3 separate regions of the Mus musculus genome follow, and regions 2 and 3 are each linked to region 1. A link is a contact called in public HiChIP or PLAC-seq data. All regions are on one chromosome and are shown on one strand. Each heading gives the region's core, a stretch centred on a gene start, on an enhancer-like site or on the middle of the called end of the contact. The rest is flanking DNA. Distances are from core to core; before and after follow the strand shown. Region 1 holds the start of Sec24a (Sec24 related gene family, member A (S. cerevisiae)). Region 2 overlaps Gm30217 (a long non-coding RNA gene). Region 3 holds the start of Tcf7 (transcription factor 7, T cell specific).

The links. HiChIP or PLAC-seq counts read pairs in DNA pulled down with a chosen protein or histone mark.
Region 2: an H3K4me3 HiChIP or PLAC-seq map of pro-B cells shows a contact between it and region 1, with 4 times the contacts expected there. The contact joins the enhancer-like site here to the promoter of Sec24a in region 1. A contact is called at or near these places in 1 of 39 promoter capture datasets (embryonic stem cells) and 4 of 115 datasets of contacts at active chromatin or transcription factors (the 230-238 cell line, bone marrow-derived macrophages, large pre-B cells and 1 more).
Region 3: a contact with region 1 is called in an H3K27ac HiChIP or PLAC-seq map of microglia, with 5 times the contacts expected there. The contact joins the promoter of Tcf7 here to the promoter of Sec24a in region 1. A contact is called at or near these places in 1 of 484 Hi-C or Micro-C datasets (embryonic stem cells), 5 of 115 datasets of contacts at active chromatin or transcription factors (bone marrow-derived macrophages, embryonic forebrain, large pre-B cells and 2 more) and 2 of 9 other capture datasets (adipose tissue and liver).

Annotation. Positions count from the first base shown.
Region 1 is chr11:51,754,421-51,759,499 of GRCm38.p6, forward strand. Sec24a (Sec24 related gene family, member A (S. cerevisiae)) reads right to left here and starts at 2,414. Exons shown (of 23, transcript NM_175255.3): 1 at 1,657-2,414. The coding sequence starts at 1,753.
Region 2 is chr11:52,316,082-52,321,160 of GRCm38.p6, forward strand. It overlaps Gm30217 (a long non-coding RNA gene), which reads left to right. Exons shown (of 3, transcript XR_388631.3): 3 at 2,348-2,639. Among named protein-coding and RNA genes, the nearest start is that of Gm30217, 11 kb to the left of the region's middle. Within about 2 kb of position 2,595, at least 69 of the 459 cell types and tissues checked have an H3K27ac peak or open chromatin away from gene starts, as enhancers often do. A contact at or near this core is called in the 230-238 cell line and pro-B cells, where this site is marked.
Region 3 is chr11:52,280,164-52,285,242 of GRCm38.p6, forward strand. Tcf7 (transcription factor 7, T cell specific) reads right to left here and starts at 2,851. Exons shown (of 11, transcript NM_001313981.1): 1 at 2,765-2,851; 2 at 2,549-2,615; 3 at 1,959-2,083. The coding sequence starts at 2,054.

The sequences.
Region 1 (5,079 bases), core at 1,164-3,663:
AATAAAATAAAATAAATCACCCTAACAACCAAGAACAGCAAAAGTGTCAACTCGAGCTCTTTATTCTTACAGTCTTATCTCTACTCCTTTTATTGGAGTTTTTACAGCTGCTACCATCCTGAACCACAATTCCATATCTGGATTCCCAAATAGCTCTAAGCAACCCAGACAGGAGTGCACTCTTATGCCCAAGGTCAGAACATAGATGTGCAACAGGTGCATGTTTGGCTTTGACCAAATTAACAAAGTAAGTGGGCTATGGAAATTCCAGCTCTGCAATGCAAGCACTAGAGCAGCTGAGACAGGAGAATTGCCACAAGTTTCAAGCCAACTGGAGATAAGAGCGAGACAGTGTCAATAAATAAATAAATAAATAAATAGCAATGGAATATCTCCAACAGAGCCTAACATACTGATTCAATTCCTGCAAAAACATTTCAAAGTCCTCACAGCTCTACTTGCATGTAAGCTTACTGGCACATTTACTTTGTGATTTAAGTGCAATTCGTAAGCAAAACCCACACAGGCGACATCTTCAGTTGTTTTCACCTTAAAGTGGATGATTGCATCTTCTCAGCAAATGTCAATGTCACAGAAGAAAATGTAGTTTACATAATCTCTTACTATAAACTCAAGAAACAATTCAAGTTGAAAACCTGTCAGTGATTCTCAGCTTCTCTTGCCCTGCCCACATAGCTGCCTACCCACATTTTTAAGTCTTACAAAGAACATTCTTTGTAAAGAAAACAGTAGTCTTCTCTAAATACATTGTAACCAGCAATTTTAGTCACTGGCTATTTTCTACAACTTTAAATGGGCACAGTAAGTACTTTAGTATTATTCTCCCTGTCTTCTTCCCATAAAGCAAAGATTTGTAGGCTAATTTGTAAGTAGGCAGAAAATGAGTCTTTATTATATCAATTAAAATAAGCTTAGCAAATCACGCTGTAGGAAGGCGTCAGGAATCCTAGAAGAGATATCCAATTATAAGATATTCTCCCGCCAAATGATAAATTATAGTGCCAGATGTACTCTCTCTAGGGTTCAGAGAGTTGTGACTAACTTACATTCTAAATGAAGAGGAGGGCCCTAGAAACGAAGCCCTAGCCATCCATCTATTTGGTTCTTCCACAACTGAAAAACTAAACAGGAGGCCCAAGGACTGTCGTAGGAAGAAGATCCTTGAAGAAAGATCCCTGCAGAGATGAGCAAGTCCTAAAGGGATCTGTCAAAGACGGAGTCATTCATTCATCTCTGCAAATTAGTATTAATAAGCACTGACCCGCCACCCCCCTGCACTTCGAGCCTGCGGACCCGAGATGAACCCTGCCCTCCAGGACACAGGACTGAGGTGGCGCATTGCGTGATGACACCCAGACACTATGACCTCCATAAGGCAGTTCTGGGAACTGATTTCGTCTACGATTCTTGTTCACCTCTTGTTTATCTCAGACGTTGCATACTGCAGGTGCTTACTGTTTGCAGGCTGAACCTATAAATACACATGAAACTGTCCCACCAGCGTGGATCTGCAGGTGCATGTCCACCGCGGCTCCCGGGTCCAGGCCGTCATCCGCCACTCCCCGCGGTAGACCTGGCTGGGACTTGTCCCTGGCCCGAGCTGTGCCGCCCTCCCCGCCCCCGTGCGGCACTCACCGTTGGTGTAGGGAGACCCCGAGGCTGAGGCGGCTCCGTTCTGGGCCTGGAGGCTAGCTGCGGCACCGCGGGCAGCGGGGATCCGGGGCTGGGCCATGGCGCCCGGGGATCTCAGGGTAAGACGGAGCCGTCGGGGTCGACCGCAGCGCCCAGCCTAAGAGCTCCAACAGGAAAACCGAGGGCAGGGACCTGGAGGCCGGAGAAGCGGAACACGCGGGGTGGCACGTCAAAGTAGAGGCATGGCGTGTCCGTGTCTTCTGCCCGCCGGCGGCCACGACCTGGCCAGGGCGCGGAGAGGCTCCGGAGTCAGGCCGGCTGGGCTGGGAACGCCGGGCTCGGAGGCAGCAGCCGAACCCGGAGAGGAGGGAGGCCCTGGGCGGAGCCGCCGGCCGCGCAGGCACAGTGGGGACACGTGGCACTTCCGGTTCCGGCTGGAGGCTGCGGCCGTGCTCTCTGTCCCCGGGGAGCTGCCCCGAGGGCACCTGACAGTCCCGTGTCCGGGCCCGGAGGACCGTGCACGGACTCGCCTGCCACGTCACGGACTCCCGCCGCCCGCCGGAAGTAGCCTGTGTCACCACTGCGAAAATACCCGGCGTGGAGAACGTCACCTTGCTGACAGTCCCAGGGGTGGTGCGGATTTTTAGAATCGATTGGGTGGGACAGGAGAGACCCGGCTCCTCTTCCGGGATTCTCTGAGGATTACCTGAGACGACCGATGTCCTCGGCTACCGCTGGTGGCCCAGCCGATGCTATGCCAGCTGTAGAGTGCAAGAGAATTTTAAAAAGAGGTGTTCAATTACGTGTGTTTGTCAAAGTGTCATGGGCGGGACATGGCGGCAATCAGGAGGTCGAGGCAGAAGTGTTCTAAGTTCGAAGGCGGCCTAGTCAGGTCAGCCAGGGCTGGAGTGAAGATGCTGGGTCAAGGTTAAAATGTCTGATGACGTTAAGGAGGAAGCTCTTCTTTTCAACTGGAGGATTAAGATTAATTTTGACGTTAGCCTGTTGGTAGCATAGTCACTCCGAAGTACATCCACCACACATGGATCGGGAATCCATCCCTCTCCTATCCCAGTGTTGACAATGGAGTCCAATGTCCTAGGGAAGCCCTTAGTTTACACTGAGCTAGGCAACTTCTATAATAACAAGTATTTAGTTAATACTGAGGCTCCAAGCCGGGCGTGGTGGCGCACGCCTTTAGTCCCAGCTCTCAGGAGGCAGAGGCAGGCGAATTTTTGAGTTCGAGGCCAGCCTGGTCCACAGAGTGAGTTCCAGGACAATCAGGGCTAATCAGAGAAACCCTGTCCCGAAAAAAAAAAAAATACTGAGGCCCCGGACTAAATAACATTTAAAATGGTAATTGTAATGGTATCGTACTCCTATAGTTCTGGATACAGAAAAGTGAGGCAGGAAGATCTTGAATTCAAGACCAGCCTGGGCAATTTACCAGGACTCAGTTTCTTTAAAAGGGGTTAGATATGTAGGTCACTCATAAAGAGTTTCCCTAACCTTGTAGGAAGAAGCCCTGAGTTCAAAAGAATTAAAGGCAGTTTACATTATGAGAGTTTACATTAAGTCGAATAATTCAAATGTCCTTTCTGGGCAAGTAGCTTGTGGGTTGCTTTTATTTTTACCCCCAAACAGACTTTCTGACTTGTAAGACCAAAGAGAAGTAGAAACTGGTTGGTTATGCAACATACTTAGTGATATCAGTGTGATCTTTAGCTACTTTGGTTTTACCTGCTCCAAGCAGATGACAAAGTCCTTCACAGATGTGTGCTGCTGATTGAAACGTATTATGCCATGAGTTTCACAACCTCGGGCGAAAGTACATCTTACCAAACTCATTTACTATCTAATGCTGGCTACGAAGTATTACAGAAAAAGAGCACAATCTAAAACTACTGTCAGACCCAAGAAGCAAGCAGTAACCACATATACAAATTTACCCTAACCTTGATTTCATTAATAGTTACCTCAAAACCATACTAAAATATATTTGCTCTGAGTGGAATTAAACAATTAAAAAAAAAGATTGTTTTATTGTTTTAAAGTTTGTTTTCTGTATGTATGGGTACCTACATAGAAGTATTTACACGCTGGTCGATGGTGGCACACACCTTTAATCCCGGCATTTGAGAGGCAGAGACAGGTGGATTTCTGAGTTCGAGGCCAGCCTGGTCTACAGAGTGAGTTCCAGAACAGCCAGGGCTACACAGAGAAACCCTGTCTTGAAAAACCAAAAAAAAAAAGAAAGAAAAGAAAAGAAAAAAAAAGTATTTTACACCATGTGTATGCAGTGCCCACACAGAGGTCAGAAGGGGGCACTGCATCCCCCAGCACTGGAGTTGACAGTTGTGACCGCCATGATGTGAGTGATAGCAAAGGAACCCTAGTCCTCTGGGAGCACAGCCGGTGCTCTTCACTACCAGCCGTCTCTCCACGCCCCCACTCCTTATTACAAGATCCAGGTAGGCTTCTTTAGGATGAAGATGAAACTCTTTGGTTTGTTTTGCTTTGTGTTTTAGAGACAGTTTCTCATCTTGGTACTGCCTTGTAGACCAGGTTGGCCTCGAACTCATAGAGATCTACCTGCCTCTGCCTCCTGAGTGCTAGGATTAAAGGCACGCGCCACTACTCCTGGCTGAAGATGACTTTTAATCAAACTTTCACTTAAGAACATCTATGATGGGCTGGCGAGGTGGCTCAGCGGGTAAGAGCACTGACTGCTCTTCCGAAGGTCCTGAGTTCAAATCCCAGCAACCACATCGTGGCTCACAACCATCTGTAATGAGATCTGACGCCCTCTTCTGGAGTGTCTGAAGACAGCTACAGTGTACTTATATATAATAATAAATAAATCTTAAAAAAAAAAGAACATCTATGATAAAAATCCCAAACCACATACCTAAAAGCAGTAAAACAAAGCAATAACAACAAAAACCAGGGGGCTGGAGACATGGCTCAGTGATTATGAGCACTGACTGCTCTTCCAGAGGTCCTGAATTCAGTTCCCAGCAACCACATGGTGGCTCACAACCATCTTTAATGGGATCCAATGCCCTCTTCTGGTGTGTCTGAGGCAGCTACAGTGTACTCATATAAAATAAATCTTTCAAAACAAAACAACCCCCCCCAAAAAAACAACAAAAATCTAAGCCTCACTTTAAAGAGAAAATAGAGCTCAGAAACTGCCGAAGTTTTGTGAGGTCAGAAAAAAAAAAAATTGGTCTCTCTTCAAAGAGGTAAATGCTTAAGGCATAATTTCCAACTTCCCGTGGTTTAATCTCTTTATATTCAACCCCTTTGGAATTATCTTGGTTTGTTAACCTTGGCACAGTGGTTTGATTTGGTTAAATCAATCTTTCTTTGAACTTTGTCCCATTTAAGCAATATCTTTGTGCTCAGATTTTTAAAAGTAAATAA
Region 2 (5,079 bases), core at 1,345-3,844, 560 kb after region 1:
GTTTCATAGTAAAAGCCCTTTAGACGCGAGTGCCACTGCCAAGCAATCCAGTCTGTGATTCTATGAATTGCCAGGATTTGCATAAATATAACATTTAGGTTTCTAAATGTCTTACATCTTTCAGCAGCTGGTTTGATCTCTGCTACGAGAGCTGTGAGTAAGCAGGCAGATGTGCCACACTTTCATACTCCCATTTCAGAGATGGAAAAATGGAGGCACAGAGAAATCAAGTGGCTAACAGGAGAACAAACAGTGACAAGTTGGTCACTGTCCAGGCCTGGACAGACATATAGAGAGCCATGGACCCCTGTCTTATGGGGCAGCCTCACAGGTGGAAAAGACCAGTACCACAAAAGAAAAAAAAGACAAAATCTTGCTTTGGTCTTTGGCAGCTTCATGACCCCAGGGATTGGACTTAACTTCTGAGCTGGGATTAGAGTTTCGAGCTTTGAGCTGCAGAGAATGAGAATTCTGCCTCACCCCAGCCCTGGAACCCAGAATCTGAATCTTAGGAACTTCATGATTTGACACCCCTCCCCCAAACACACACTCCCGTCCTGCCCTACAGAACCTGGCTATATGATCTTGAACTTTTAGCATCCTCCTGCCTCTGTCTCCGGAGTGTTGAGTCTACCAATGAGTGCCAGCATATCTGGCTATGATCTCACTTTCAGAGCCCAAGGCTTTATGTGGAGACAGCAAGGTCAGAGGTTCAAGAGAGACCTTGACATGTCAAATTCGAGAGCATCCTGGGATACAAGAGGCCCTTTCTTATGAGGCATGTAAAATGGCTTCTTGAGTCAAAACCTTTGTCACCATGCCTGATGACCTGGGTTAGTGTCCTGGAACCACAGGGTAGAACAAGAGAACTGAGTCCTGAAAGTTGTCCTCTGATGTCTACTCATTCACTGTGGCATGAGCATGCCTTTGACCCCCAACATACACACGTTATATATACACACACAACATACACACGTCATATACATACACACACAACACACACATATACACACAATGGTGATAGAAATGAAATTTGAACAAAGGAACTCACACAATATGTACTCACTGATAAGTGGATATTAGCCCAAAACCTAGGATACCCAAGATATAAGATACAATTTGCTAAACACATGAAACTCAAGAAAAATGAAGACTGAAGTGTGGACACTATGCCCCTCCTTAGAAGTGGGAACAAAACACCCATGGAAGGAGTTACAGAGACAAAGTTTGGAGCTGAGACTAAAGGATGGACCATGTAGAGACTGCCATATCCAGGGATCCACCCCATAATCAGCTTCCAAACGCTGACACCATTGCATACACTAGCAAGATTTTATCGAAAGGACCCAGATATAGCTGTCTCTTGTGAGACTATGCCGGGGCCTAGCAAACACAGAAGTGGATGCTCACAGTCAGCTATTGGATGGATCACAGGGCTCCCAATGGAGGAGCTAGAGAAAGTACCCAAGGAGCTAAAGGGATCTGCAACCCTATAGGTGGAACAACATTATGAACTAACCAGTACCCCGGAGCTCTTGACTCTAGCTGCATATGTATCAAAAGATGGCCTAGTCGGCCATCACTGCAAAGAGAGGCCCATTGGACACGCAAACTTTATATGCCCCAGTACAGGGGAACGCCAGGGCCAAAAAGGGTGAGTGGGTGGGTAGGGGAGTGGGGGTGGGTGGGTATGGGGGATTTTTGGTATAGCATTGGAAATGTAAATGAGCTAAATACCTAATAAAAAATGGAAAAAAAAAAGAAATGAAATTTGAAAGTTTTTCTCTTTAAGGAAACTGTCTTTGTTGGGCTGTGGTAGCACTCGCCTTCAATCCCAGCACTCAGGAGGCAAAGGCAGATGGATCTCTGAGTCTAAGGCCAATCTGGTCTACAGAGTAAATTCCAGGATAGCCAGGAGTACACGGAGAAACCCTGTCTTGAAAACCCAAAACCAAAACAAATGAAAAAAGAAAAAGAGAACGACAAGAAAAGAAACACTGTCTATAAATAAATAAATAAATAAATAAATAAATAAATGGGGTAAAGCTATTAGCTCACTCTGTGTATACAGGATAGGGCCACAGTTAAGTCAGCTGCTGGTGCCCAACACTTGCCCTATTGGGGAGCCTAACCTGGAAGTTTCTATAGGACTCTTTTTCTTTCATGGGTTTGAAACTGGGAGAGGAGAGGAGAGGAGCCCCTATCCATGGTCCCTCAGGAAGCTTATGCCAACAGCAACGTTCTTGTACAGAGCGGACCCCTTGACCTCAAGTAGGGCAAAAGAGGACACCACCAGTTTCCAAGGACCTAGCAATGGCTTACTTTTTTTTTTCTTCTTTTAAATGAGGGCCAGTGGGGACTGTGACTACAGATGCCCTCCATCTCTGATGGCGCATTCTTATCGAGGGCGACCGACCACAATGAGCAGCCTTTGAGAGACCGCAGCTCAGCTGGCTTTGATGTCACCTGGCCTGTGGCCTGCCTGTGTGGATGCAGCGATCCTTCTACCCGGCCACACGCCCACTGGGCCCCGCACACCCTGCAAGCAGCTGGAAGTCAGGCTTCACAGCCACTGTGAGAAGCCCCCACCGCAGGCCACTCTAACATCACTCACAGCTTCCAGTGCCTGCCCAAGTTCAAACAGGAAGCCTGGGTTTTTCCTGTGTTGACGACAGCTTGTGTTCTCTTTCTGTTCAGCTCTGGGGCGCCCTGATGGCTTGGGCTCCTGGGGATGAATGTTTGAGGGTATCAGTGTGCTTCGGGGTCTTTCTGGCAAAAGTCTCAGCAGAACCACTTCTTCCGGGAAGGCTGGGCAAAGGCCTGGAGGGTGGTCTAGATCATCAATTGCTTTGCCGGTGAAAGCGGACTCTGGCCAAGCACTTAGTGAGCCTGCAGTACACACATGTTCTATCAATCCTCACTGAAGTCGCATGTCTGCAGACAAGCCAGGCTCTTTGCATGTTCCTGGGATACCACCTGCTCTGTGCCCGTGGCCTAGACAGTCACCCAGGAGGTATCTCCTGGCTTTCCTCTTCCTCATTCCCTTCCCCAGCGGAGACAAAGACTGCCTGTCTCTTTTCCTCGGTGTCCCCGCGTGCAGCCCCTCCCCCTGGCACCTATGAGGGTCTTCCTCCACTATGTCTTCACAGTTCTGCCTCATCTCTTTCCACCCACAGACCACTTGATGGTGGTCAAAGCATCTTCCTCAGATGCCCGAGGGACCGTGTCAAAACCAGACATCTTTGCTTCTCATCCTTGCCCACCTCCTGTGTGCTGAGTCTGAACGCCCTACTATGGAGTCCTTCATCCATAGGAGCCTTCGACCTCCTTGAACGCACCCTTGCCTCTGTTTGTGCTGATGGCACCCAGGCCTTTGTGGGTCCCTAAAGAGGCCACAGTCTTATTAGTTTCCTGGGCTGACTGCATGGTTCTGACTGAGCCTGCTTGTCCCTGTCCTCTGTAGTATGCCAGTTCTTACCCTCTGTTGACCCCTGTCACTCTCCTCTGATATTAGCTTGCTGGATGGCTGACTGGTTTTAATATAGGGTCTCTTGTAGTCCAGCTTGACCCCTAATTTACTATATAGCAGACGATGACCTTGAACTCTCTGATCCATTGGTGCTTCCTCCCAAGTGCTGGGACAACAATATTTGCCCCCACACCAGATTTGATCTCTTTTCTCTGCATGTGTATGATAATCCATTCTGCAAGCATCCTCTTCAGGGGTCTCTAACCCCAGAAGGCAGGGATTGGATGTGGCTTCCTGTCTGAAGATCAGCCCCACCCTGCTTGGTTAAGAGGAGCCCTTCACGGTTGGGAGTGGAGAGGGGCCCAGGCACTGAGACCCCCCCTGCCTAACTCCCCGTTGGAGCATGTGAGTATGTTTTCCTGAAATGAGGCCTTTCCGTAGCTCAGCCTGCCTGCTCTCACCACATTTGGGCCTCTGTGGAAACATAACATAGGTTCCCAAGGGAGGGCTGAAGAGATAACCTGGTAACATTTAATGTGCATTAGGGTGCCTTGTAAATAACTCCAAGCATTTCTTCTCTTAAGAGACTAAACCTTCCCCTTAAACCTTTATTTTTCTCAATCAAAAACTCTTCCATCCTGGGCAAAGGGGGAAATTAGTGAAGAGCAAACCTCACCCCGACCTGAGCTTGAAAACCAGAGACTTCAAACGCACCCACCAAACTTCTCCTCTCTCCCTAGACAGGGTCTTGGGTAACCTGAACTGGCCTCAAACTCATTACCTTGAGTGACCTCCAGTTTCTGATCCTCCTGCCACCCACATCCCCAGTTCTGGGTTTGCAGGCATGCTCCACCCCGCCCAGTTTTATGCAGGTTTGGGATCTAACCCATTGCTTTGTGCTTAGCGGACAAACTCGATACCGACTGAGAGGCATCTCCATTTCCAACCAATTGACTGAGGGCTTACCATGCACAGCCTCTGCCTTCACGATCACCCAGGTGGTCACTGGGCCTGTCTTCTCTACACTGGGACTTGTAGGCTCTCTGCTTTGTGGGTATGCCCCAGAGTCATGTCTGCCGTCATTATTATGACATCAGAACTGACAGTCAGCCTGGCCACACTGTTGTCAACACAACTCCCAAGAGGCGAACTGAGGCAAGAGCATTGGATGTTTAAGACTAGGCTAAGCAACATAGCAAGACCCTGTACCAAAATAAAAGAACAGCTGTGAGTCACTGTGGTTAGAGTTTTGCATGTATTCTCCCAGTTAATCAATATTACAACCCTACATGCTAGTCATTCGTTGTATGAGGGGACTGAGGCACAGAGAAAAGCCAGGCCTCCCTTTGGCCTTCCCAGTACTTACTCATGCTGGCATAATGACTGTGGGGTATGTGTATGGAGTATGGGGTATGGGATATGGGATATGGGATATGGGATATGGGATATGGGATATGGGATATGGGGTATGGGTATGGGGTATGGGGTATAGGGTATGTGGTATGGGGTAGTTTCTTCAGAGCCAAGGGAAAAATGGAAGGTGGGTGGCCTGGGGAGGAGGGCTGTCCCAAGACTTGGCTGAGGTCAGATCTCCAGTTAATACCTCGAAA
Region 3 (5,079 bases), core at 1,601-4,100, 530 kb after region 1:
TGGTGAGTTCCAGCCTCAGAACTCATGTCACAGCGGAGAGAGCCAACTTCAGTTATCCTCGGGGTGTGCTTGCCCTCATATACATTACACACATGCACACACTTGTGTATATACACACATACACACACACACACACACATATATAACGAATAGTCTCTCTGCATTCCTACACATCTATGTCCCTAACCCAGCACCCCTCCAGCACAAGCCCCTGCTTCTGTCTTTGTTTCTTATTCTGCTCAGCAGCTGATACCATGGCCAGGAAAGTCAGTACCAGAGCCTACTCTCCCTCTCCCATGTTACCAGAAGGCAGTGATGAGGGCAGTGGCTGAGAAGGAGGGCAGGGGGACAGTGACGTGTAGTTATTCATCTGTTGTAGCTTGAGAAGGACCCCCAAAGCAAAATATGCAGAGCCCTAAACTAGGTGACTATGGTCCTGACTGTGGGAACCCACCATTCTCCTGCTCTTGGACCTCCCTGAGATCCATCACCCTTACCCTCAGGCTGAACAGTCACACCGCTAACTCATGCCCACCTCCGGCAGCTCTGGGCAGCTTATGTCTCTGGCTAAATCTGTGAGTAAACCTCCAAACCACACTGCCCTTTCCCCGTGTGGCTGGACAGTCCTGAACATCCACCTTGCCAGCAAGGTTCTGGGGGCTCTGCCTTTTGTCTCATCATGGCTACCGCAGTGAGCCTAGTCTCAGCCCAGACAATGCTTGCCAGTGACTTCAAAGGGGTAGGTTCTGCCAACTGACCCCCAGATGGCTTTACACCCATTAGGGGATTTTAAAAGGTTATCTTGGTTAAGCACTGTTTGTACAGGGCACAAGTCTCTATCTAGAGCATGTGGCACTGTCAAGTGGCAGTGTCAGGAGCCAGCCACCTCTTTACATACAAGAGAAGCACCTCATCTACCAAGCCATCCCAGAGCCGAAAGGCAGAGACAGACAGACAGAAGCCATCCCAGAGCAGAAAAGCAGACAGACAAACAGACCATTCTGTCAACACACACAGCTTACAGGTAAAGAATGGAGTCCACTTCTAAAGACTACCAGGTCTCCCTCGGCTAAGAGGCCTAGACTCCCTATCCTAGCCCCCTACCGGGGAGCCTTCTGCATGGGTCTGCCACTCGCCATCCAAGGCTCTACCCCGGGGCTCCAACCTGCACTGGGCTCACGGCGACACCCAACAGACCTCCATGCTTCCTGTACACCCTAACTCCTGACTGAGGACACTCTGGAATCCCAGTAGTTTTCAGGAACCCCAGAACTTTTCAAAAGTCATATTTGGCTGCTACCCAGCTCAGAACCAGCCCTTCACACTTTGCTTGCCTTGAAGGGCCAAAGCCATGGCTCATGATGAATACAGCCGTGTCGCCAAGCCTGACACTGATTCACGTTGCTGACCCCTAACCAACACCCTGATCTGTCCTACATTTAGCAAACCTTTCCTTGTGTGTGCGAGAGCAGCCCAGCCCGCTCAAAACCTACACCATGTGGCATGGGTCCTCGGCAAGGACTTATACACGGCAGTCAGGACACAGTGGAACTGGGCAACGGAAAAGATTAGGTCTCTTACCCAGTCTTCTCACACCCGAGTTCCCTCGCTTCTCTGAAGGAAAAAAAAAAAAGCTAACCACAGAGCTCTAGCTCAGAGCATGCACATCACGCTAGGGAATGGCATGGGCTCAGCTCAAAAACGTTTTCAACCCCACCGTGGGCCAACACAGGCACCTGCTTGAGCAAGTTGGGAAGACAAAGGTCAAAAGCAAGTGAGAAAGACTGGAGCCGGGGCGCTCCTTCAGAGATCTCCTTTTGGGTCAGACTCCTCTGGATGTTAACTGGGCAAGAGCATCTAGGAATTGGGCAGAGAAGTCCTTTTTTGTCCAAGCATCACCTGTGTGGTCAAGTAGGTAGCCAGCCCCATTACAGGGCCTGACTGCTTCGGTCACTTACCAGCGGGGGTTGAGGCTGCGGATGCTGCCCTGCTCCGGAGGCCGGTGGGTAGGGCATGAGCAGATTGAAGGCAGAGTAGACAGTCTCTTTGTACATGCCACTGGCACACTCCGGGGCCTTCAGGCCTGGAAAAACCACAGCTGGGTCAGACACCAGCCCAGCCAGCTGCTCCTAAGGACTGAAGGCTGTCTGCTCCGGAGGGGGGTTAAAAAAAAAAAAAAAACCCTGCCAAGGGGTCCCCTTCAAGTTCGTGACTTGACAGGGAACAGCGACCTCCGAACGGGTGGAAATATCCGCAAAGGCAAGTTTTTGAGGAAAGACCCCCGAGTCCAGACCTCCACTTCGCGACCGGGACTTGACTCCCTACCCCACCCTCCTGCTTGGGAACCTTAGCCAAGGCTTGCTCCTCAAGGCAAAGGATTAGTCAGTCACCTGGGCTGGAGGGGAGGCGGAGATGGCGGGGGTCTGTTTACTCCTATAAAGGTCAGGGCACCGGAAGTGACTCCAGCTCAGCGGCGCCCGGGAAACCCGCCCCCCACACCCCCACCCCCGGTTCTAGCGCCTTCTTCCCCAGCCGCGCAAAAACTCACCGTCCTCTAGGGACTCTGGAAGTTTGTCCGGGAAAAGTCTCTGCGAAGTGTGCTCCCGTCCCAGGGCCTGCAGAGCGAAGCAGAGGGGCCATGAGGAGCGGAGGGAACAGGAGGGGCTCCAGAGATGGGACCCACGAGGACCGTGGCGCGGGGGGGCGGGTCCGCACGCTACCAACTCGGGACGAGGTCCTCCGGGGAGGAGCGGGCCGGGCTCACCTCGGGCGCTCCCTCGGCTTCTCCATGTACTCGGACGCCGGGACCCGGGACCCCGGCGCCTGCGGCCGCGCCTTCGGACTCATTCACCAGTGAGGACTTGAGCTCTGCCAGGTCCCGCTCCGGGCCCACAGCGCTGTCGCGATTCTTATCGTCCTGTTCCTCGCCTTCGTCTTGGAAGGCCAGCAGCTCGTCGGGCGCGCCGAGGTCGTCGCCTGCGCCCGCGCCGCCCCCGCCCGAGTCCAGCTGCGGCATGGTGCGCTGCGCCCGCCGGGGCGCCGGGTGCGGGGCGCGGAGCCGGCCGGGAAGGCGGCGAGCCCAGGGTGCGGGGCTCCGAGCCCGGAGCGCGGCGGGCGGAGCGCACGCTGACTCCGCCTGAGCGGCCAGTGGGCGCGGGGCGAGGGCGCGGGGCACAGCAGCTTTGGGAGCCGGCGGGTCGGAACATCAAAGGCACCGCGGGCAGCGAGCCGGGGGCGGGGCGGGCGCCGGGGCGGGGCCGCGGTGGGAGGGGCTAACGTCCCAGGCCCCGCCCTCCCCTCCCTGGAGAGACCGGGACAGGCCCACTGGGAATAATCTTAAAGGGCTCGCTCTCCAGCTATTCTCTAACCTGAAATCCATTACTAAACTCTGGAACTCCATTTCCTTAACTATCATACAGCCACAACTTGCGTCCAAGTTGCGGAGAAGGTGGTTCCTTAGACCGGTGGAACCTGTGGATGACTTGGAACCTTGGTGTGAACAGCGTCCTTTGCTCAATCTGGAGGCTTCTTACGTCCCCGGGATACTAGATGGACCCTGACACACACACACACACACACACACACACACACACACACACAAACACCTGCCCTTTTGATCATCCCTGTGCCGATTAGGGACCTTATTCCAGACAGCCTGCTTACATAGACACAAGCATTAGCGCCTCACACATTTATTGAGCTCCTGCCTGTTGTTGCATGTGCAAATCAAACACTATAAATATATGACATGTGGTGGCTCGAGGCGAGGAAGGATCGTGGCCACTCACGTGGTTTCTCCAGCCCGCTATGACTTTTTCAACTAAGTTCGACGCTTAGAACCTGCTGTCCAGGAACTGAGACTTCCGGCGGCCACATGGGTCACGAAATTCTCTCTTGGGGTCTTTAGGCAGCTGCTCAGTCTGGGAAGTTGCATCCGGAGCCCATTGACTCAGACGCTAGTTAAGGCCGCGTCTTCAGTGGCATCTCCTTGGCACCCAGCATCGAATTCACCACGACCGATCACTGTTTCTGTAAGACACTAGGCCCTTTGGATAGCCATGCAGTAAACTGAAGGTCGCACACCTCCGCCTCAAGAACGTTTCGGTGTTGGAGTCAATGTAGACCTCTTCCACCTCTTGGGAAAGCAGTTGAAACAACAGTGGGTAATTTGTGAAGGAGGACACTGGCCGCCTCTCCGACTCCCGGCCCCACAGGACCCCTGGCAGCGGCGCAAAGCCGGCCGGAAGACAGCCGCACCGCCCCTCCCGGTCCAGGCCCAGCCTGCCTGGCGGAGGATCAAAGAGACCAGGCCTTGCTTCTCAGCGCTCAGATCCTATCAGCGCCCTGCCAGCGGGGCTTCTGAGTCCTCCAGCTCCCAGCCGGGATGCCCGTTTCACCTCCTTCTCAGCGATGGGGGGCTTGGCCATTAATGCTGAGCTTGGCAATAGAGATGCGGTGCAGAACCCGCCCTTGGCACCTCTAAAGTCCTTCTTCCGCAGGTGCCAGTTTGCTACTGATTTTGACCCCATCTTCTCTAGATTCGGGGGCAGGGCAGGGGCTCCAATGGAAAGCCTACAGGAGAAGAAGGGCCCAGGGGCGAGGCCTCCCCCTACGACCTCAGCTCCGAGGTTGTCCCGGCTAACTTTGGGGTGAGCACTTCTCTGAGAAAATTGCACAGAAATTGAGATCATCCTAAGCCAAAGCGCAGCAGATCCTCCTGTGTTTATAAACGACTCCAACTTTGGCAATGTCGCTTCCATGATAGTTGGCAGACCATGAAGTTTCAACTGACACAGGTCATTGGGGGTCGAATTTCTGAAGAAAAGTCAGGGCTGGGGAGGTGTGATTCTGCCCTCCAGGGTAATTTTTTTCCCCAGCTTGGTATTGCCCTTTTATCAAAGAACAAGGCCTTTCGGCTTTATTGGTGCAGAAGTAGCCTATCCTCAAATGTTAGTGAATATATATATATATATATATACCTTTATTTGGCAAGAGAAAATATTTTTTTTTCCTGATTTGTTAGCTTTCCCACCTTTGGATGGTTTCTTTGGATGACTTTATAGAGCTGTGAAAACCCCC